Linked DNA regions of Sus scrofa: region 1 is linked to region 2. Evidence: chromatin contacts called from public promoter capture Hi-C data. All regions are on one chromosome and are shown on one strand. Each heading gives the region's core, a stretch centred on a gene start, on an enhancer-like site or on the middle of the called end of the contact. The rest is flanking DNA. Distances are from core to core; before and after follow the strand shown.

Region 1 (2,998 bases), core at 187-2,686, 150 kb before region 2:
TACATGGTCTCCCAGCATCCCAGGTTTCCCTTTTTATGACCCTCTATTGGAACTTCTACAACCACCTGTGCCTACTCAATCCCTATCAAATTGGCCCAAGCAGTCACTAGACTCTATGGATAAAAGTCACATCTGCCAGGTCCAGGCTTCTAACACATCTGAAATTATGTATGTAAAACATTTAGCACGATCCCCAGCATATGGTAAGCACTCAATAAATAACTGCCTTCCTCTTCACCATGGTTCCCAAAAAGTGGCGATTCTAACTTCTCTCTCAGTACCATGGATAGATGATTAATCTAGTTGATGTAATAGGTCCCAGCAGCTTTATTTCATTTAAAGCAGCTGGGTGTTGTTTTACAATCGCTTCATGTTCTAATTCACTAAATATCTGAATGCCAATGAATTGCTAGTCACCATGCTAGATATAATATATAAAGATAAACCCAGTACCATCTCTGTCTTCAAGATACCCACCATCACTTACTGAGCACCTGTTATGTGCTCAGCTCGCCTTAGGAATGCGAAGATGAATAGCCTTGAGCATACAGCCTAGTGGGAGGAGATGAGTAAGCACAAGGAAGTGTTGGGGGGCTAGAGTGGGAAAGTAGCTAAGTACAGAGACCTGGGGAAAGGCTCAGGCAGAAAAGGGAGCATAGGAAAAGTGACACAATCTGTATTTTGAAAGATGGGAGGCAGAGCCTGTTTCTTCGGAGAGAGCAAAAAGGATATAAGCTGAAAATAGGGCATGAGTCCTGCCAGAACTGACAGGCAGGGGCAAGGACTGGTGGGTTCTTGCTACAATGCTAAGTAGCTTCTCTTATCCTCAGAGCAGTGGGAAGCAAAATGAGCAGATCTGTATTTTAGAAAGATCATTCTGGCAGCACTGTAGAGAATGAATTGGTGGGGGCAAGACTGTTTGGAGACTTGTAATAATACCTCAGGCAGACTATGAGGAAGGCTTGAACTAGGGCTGTGGAGGCTGGAGATGATGTTGGTTTGAGAAAGTGTGAGGGTAGAATCTGCTGCATTTTGTTGCTATTTGAGTAAGAAGAAAGAGGGGAGGTGTCAAAAATGTTTTCCTGGGTGTCTGGCTAGGGGATGGGTGTGATTAATCCGAGGTGCTACCTGCTGTAACAGGTATGCAGGGTGCCATGGAGAGGTGCTTATAGTTCCGCCCATGGCTGGTTGGAGATGACCTGTGAGTCCAGACGTCAATCTGGGGATCATTTCCCTAAACAAAGAAGATGGGAGGAAAGAGGAGCTGGGGACTTAGAGGTTCCCCTTTGTTATTTATTTATTTTTTTTACCACACCCATGGATCATCCCCAAGCGTCATGCCTAAATTCCCCACGTTGCGGAAGCCCGGCTTCCTTCCGACCCCGCGGAAGGCTCCGTGGGGAAGCGCCTCTAGGCCACCAGAGGGCGCCAAGCCTGACGCGGCGATCCTAGAGCCGAGTTATGGCCGCGGCGCGGGTGCTGCTGCTACTGTCCGGGCGCCCGGAGTCGGTGAGCTTCACGCAGAGTGTGTGCGGCCTCCTGGGCGCCAGACCCGGGCTCGGGCCGTGGTCCGCACACTGCAGCCTCAAGCGGGGACAACTCGTCCTCTCGGCCAGGCCATTCCCAGGCGCGTCGGCCAGGCTTCCGCTCCAGGTCGGGAGAGGGGGCACCCAGCGCGGGGCAGTGAAGGGAGGGACTGGGATCGGGCGGGAGCTGGAGGCCGGCGGCCTGGGGGCCGGGCCAGTCGCCGACTCCGCCTCCTTCTCCGAAGTCGCGCGGTGTCGCCCAATTTTTGCAAGCCCCGCCCCGCCTCTGAAGCGTTAACCGCAGCGGCTCCCTCCCTCCAGCGACCCCCTTTCTGCCCTTTTGCGGCCCTGGAGCAGCAGCCGGGGGCTCCTGCGGCCGAGCTGCCCATGAATCGAAGTGTGGATCTGGGCGTGGCGGTCATTCTGCAGTCCAGCGATCAAACTGTCTTGTTGACCCGAAGGACAGGCACCCTCAACGTTTTCCCCAACCTCTGGGTACCCCCAGGTGAGCACCCTGAGGACTAGGCCCCAAGATCCGGAAGGAAATCTGTCCTTTACCCAACAGTGCTCTTCCCCGTCTCAAAAGACAAAGAAATAGGTCCCATAATTACAAAGGGCTACAGCTGCCTCTGTGCGGGCTGGAGAAGGGGGCAGTGTAAACAGTGAGTGGGGCTCCTTGGCCAGGACCACCACCGCTCACTACTGGTCCCACTGTTGTTGCAGGTGGGCATGTGGAACCTGATGAAGAGGTAACCAATCAAGTGACACAACCCGCACCTTGCCCCAGAGGACAGGGTGCCTGGGACCATCTTGGGGCTGGGCAGAGGGAAGGGCAAACACAGGACTCAGAGGAGTCAGGCACTGGCCTCTCTGACCTTCTGCCCTCTCACTCCCAGCTGTTGGAAGGAGGGCTTCGAGAGCTTTGGGAGGAGAGTGGACTACAGCTGCCCCAGGGCCAGTTCTCTTGGACCCCTCTGGGGTTATGGGAGGTGAGACAGGGAGCTGGGAGAGCATCCTTCCTATTTAACCAAGAGCCCTTAATAATCTCTAACCCACCAAAGCCCACAGAACAGCCCTACTTGCCTTGACCACAGGGGAAACGATGGAGTGTGGGTGGTTTGGAGTCCCCAGTGCCACGACCCTTACCCATGTCCCTCCTGTGCCATCTCTACTCTCCACTTCCTCAGCTGCATTTACAGAGTCTCAAAAAGGCACAGAAAGTTCTCACTTTTGCTGTTTTCTTCTTTCTCAGTCTGCCTACCCCCCTAGGCTGAGCTGGGGTCTCCCCAAATACCATCACATCATTCTCTATCTCCTTGTCATCTCCCAGGAGACACAGCAGCAGCTACAGGTAGGACTGGCAGTAGAAAGAAATGGGGCTGAACAGACTGGTTCTGACTATGACTAAGGTGGGGACAAGAGGATCAGAGATAACCAAAAAATCCAGTAGCTTGCCACCCCCCATCCCAAGT
Region 2 (3,025 bases), core at 386-2,885:
CTGCCATGGGGGGACCAGGGACTAGGGAACTGGCCTGGATCCCCCATACCTATCCAGCCAGGTCCCCCCAGGCTCCGGTTCTTTCCAGTTGATGACCCTCCTACCTAGTGAATTTTGACCAGACGTCCTGTAAGGGGCTGAAAAAAGAAATTTGGCTGTGCAGGGGGAAAGAGAAGAGTTGAAGATTGTTCAGAATGGTGTGAAGAGAATCTGCGGAGATCAAGAAAAGTTTGAGCAGACTGGAGTTTGGGGAGAATGGGGGTCCCTGAACTAAAAATGTGGCTGTTAAGCCTCTGTGACCTGCTTTTGTGGCTACTTTCAGGTCCCTTATGCAATACTCCTAGGTGGGGGTGGAAGAAAGGTTGAATTGACTGGGGGGGGGGGGGCAGAGTCCACTGTATTGCCCCATTCTGAGCTACCAATCAGCAGAAATGTCAAAAAAAAAAAAAAAAAGAGGAATCATGTGGATAGTGGGTTCCCCAATAGAATTAGGATCTGAAAAGTACTTCAGAAACATACCTCTTACTTGCCCTTCCCCATCAGGATGGGATACTCTCCAGGGGTCATTCATTTCTTTTTCTCCTTTGTGTCAGAATTCTCAGCAAGAAGTTGTAAAGGTGGTATACACATCCCCTCTCTAGAATACCAGTATTCAAATGAAAAGGGAACCCATCTCTTTCATATACTCTAGAGAGCTAAAATTATATCTCTCTCTCATGGAATAATGGGATGTACACCAAGCATGCAAATCAATGTTTGTTGTGGGTCAACAGTTCTTGTATTTTTCCAAACCTTACTGAAGAATCATTCATTCCATTAATCTTTCCTTTGCAAGTTTAGAAGTTCTCAGTCTTTTGATGTGGATGGGGCTTGAGGAGGGACTAACTCTCTCTTGCCAAACTACCCTCTCCAAGGGTAAGGATATGACTGAGGGAGAGTCATGTAGGAGGGAGAGTAGGATGACTGAGACTAGAGTCATGGGGAGAAATCATTTACAACAAGGAGTAGCCCTACCCTTAGAAGCCCAACGTGAAGGGCACTACTAAGTAGGAGCAGGGTAGAAGGGTAGCAGTGACTAATCATCTGAGGTTAAATTTGGCCTTGGTGAGAAAACCACAGAATAGGAGATATGGGAACCTCCTACTAAAGAAAGAGACTTCACTAGTAGTCTTGAGGCAACCAGATGAGGAGAGAGCCAAGACTCCCAAAGGAGAGACAGAAATTTAAACTTCTAATGGCCAGAGAACAGAAAGAAATAAGACAGAAGGAGAAATGGACACTGGGGCACCTCAGTATGGAAGAGATCCTAGCTTTCAGACCAGAGACATCCAAGAAGGTGTCTTAATTTTATGAAAGTCTAACTTCACTCCAAAAGCTTATTAAAGGAATTGCAATTTCATTTTGACTTACTGTTTCCAGACGTCAAATATTAGTCTGATATCCAGTTCTCCAGCCATGACTGTCTACTGTGTCAGTCAGCTCCAGCCAGGGGATCCCCCGTCTCTTTCTCCATGTCTTCCCCAGGTCCCCAGACCGGTGGCAATCTCACTGAGGTCAGGGAACCAGAGAAGGTCTGATGTGGGGGGAAGGGAGAGTATATGGCTGGCCAGAGTACTGGACAGCTGAGCGGGGGAGGGAGGTGGCTACTGAGTTGACTGTTTTAAAAATAGCTAAGTCCAAAATTCCAGGAACATTGGTGGGGGTAGGGTGTTGGAGTTGGGGGAGTGGGGAGGGTAGGAGGATTGGAAAGAATATGGAGTATAGGGTGCCAAGTGCGGAAGGGGGGCAGAAATATGACAATCAAGTCAGATGTCCAATTTGAGCTTATATAATTCTAGTTAGTGCCTACTTCAGGCAGCCCTGAAGTATTGTTAAAAATGAGCTCTTGACCTTTAAAAATTAGAATGGACAATTGTATACATTTTGTTCATCACCTTCAAGCCTGCTATGTTAAATATGGCATTTAGTTTCTACAGAACACATCTAGGAGGTAGCTGACTTTAAATAAGGTCCATAACAGAGATAGTTCACAGCACCCCCACCCCCCATCTTTGCAGAGTAAATCAGATGGACTAAAACAGCCAGCTGTCTAGAGAAGAAATCTGAGCTCTGAGTTGTTTAGGATGAGGGTTTGTTTCAGTCTACTAGCTCAGATCCTTGCAGCTGTCTACCCTACATCCTCCATTTTCATTCCCTTATTTATACAGCAATTCCTCTTCCCCAAAATACACACAAAAATATAAGCTCCTGAGTTGCTGGGGGGAGAAGGCTAGGAAGGGCAAGAAGAAGGAATGGGGATAGAAAATTTGAAGGTTATTAATCCACAGAGGAGAGGACCTTGGAGAGATAAACTGAGAGAAAAAGAGATTCAGAAAGATATTTTTGTGGAGTAAGATAATCTGGTGACCTCTTATAAGATGTTGCAGTCAAGGAATTTAGCCATGTCATATTTTAGCAGCCATAGGCATCATCACCTCTTAGTATTTGCCAAGTGAAATTAACACAAGGGCCGACCTCAAATAGTGTCACTAATGCATCTGCATTAATTTGCTCTATACTTAATTCAGAATCTAGAGGCCCACGGAACACTCTTCTCTTTATTTTACATGTGTATCTGAAAATTTTAGTTTTTCTCTTGATGCCATGAAGCCATATCACAAGGGTTGTTTTTGGGTTTTGTTTTGGCCGTACCCATGGCATGCAGAAGTTCCCAGGCCAGGCCAGGGATCAAACCCTCACCACAGTGGTGACCTGAGCCACAGCAGTGACAACACTGGATCCTTAACCTACTGAGCCACCAGGGAACTCCACAAGGGTTTATATTACAAAAGTGTAAAATGACTCCAACCAAACTATCCAAGTGACTTTAAAACACAATAATTTGGGAGTTTCCTGGTGGCCTAGTGGTTAAGGATTCAGCATTGTCACTGTAGTCAAATAAATAAATAAATACAATAAGTTGACTATGAAATCCCAAGTGAGATTACTCTAAGGACAAAAAGAAGTGCAAAATATTTTAAAGCAG

The links. Promoter capture Hi-C pulls out the DNA fragments that hold promoters and counts their contacts.
Region 1: a promoter capture Hi-C map of fetal skeletal muscle shows a contact between it and region 2, with 5 times the contacts expected there. The contact joins the promoter of NUDT17 here to the promoter of HFE2 in region 2. A contact is called at or near these places in 1 of 5 promoter capture datasets (fetal skeletal muscle), 13 of 47 Hi-C or Micro-C datasets (alveolar macrophages, blood, embryonic fibroblasts and 7 more) and 2 of 2 datasets of contacts at active chromatin or transcription factors (alveolar macrophages and skeletal muscle).

The regions. Positions count from the first base shown.
Region 1 is chr4:99,476,391-99,479,388 of Sscrofa11.1, reverse strand. It overlaps NUDT17 (nucleoside diphosphate-linked moiety X motif 17), which reads left to right and starts at 1,436. Exons shown (of 9, transcript XM_005663529.3): 1 at 1,436-1,653; 2 at 1,848-2,031; 3 at 2,250-2,275; 4 at 2,423-2,515; 5 at 2,779-2,877. The coding sequence starts at 1,462.
Region 2 is chr4:99,326,599-99,329,623 of Sscrofa11.1, reverse strand. It overlaps HFE2 (hemojuvelin), which reads right to left and starts at 1,635. Exons shown (of 4, transcript XM_005663519.3): 1 at 1,411-1,635; 2 at 1-137. The coding sequence starts at 47. All of the region lies in intron 2 of LOC106510173 (a long non-coding RNA gene), which reads left to right.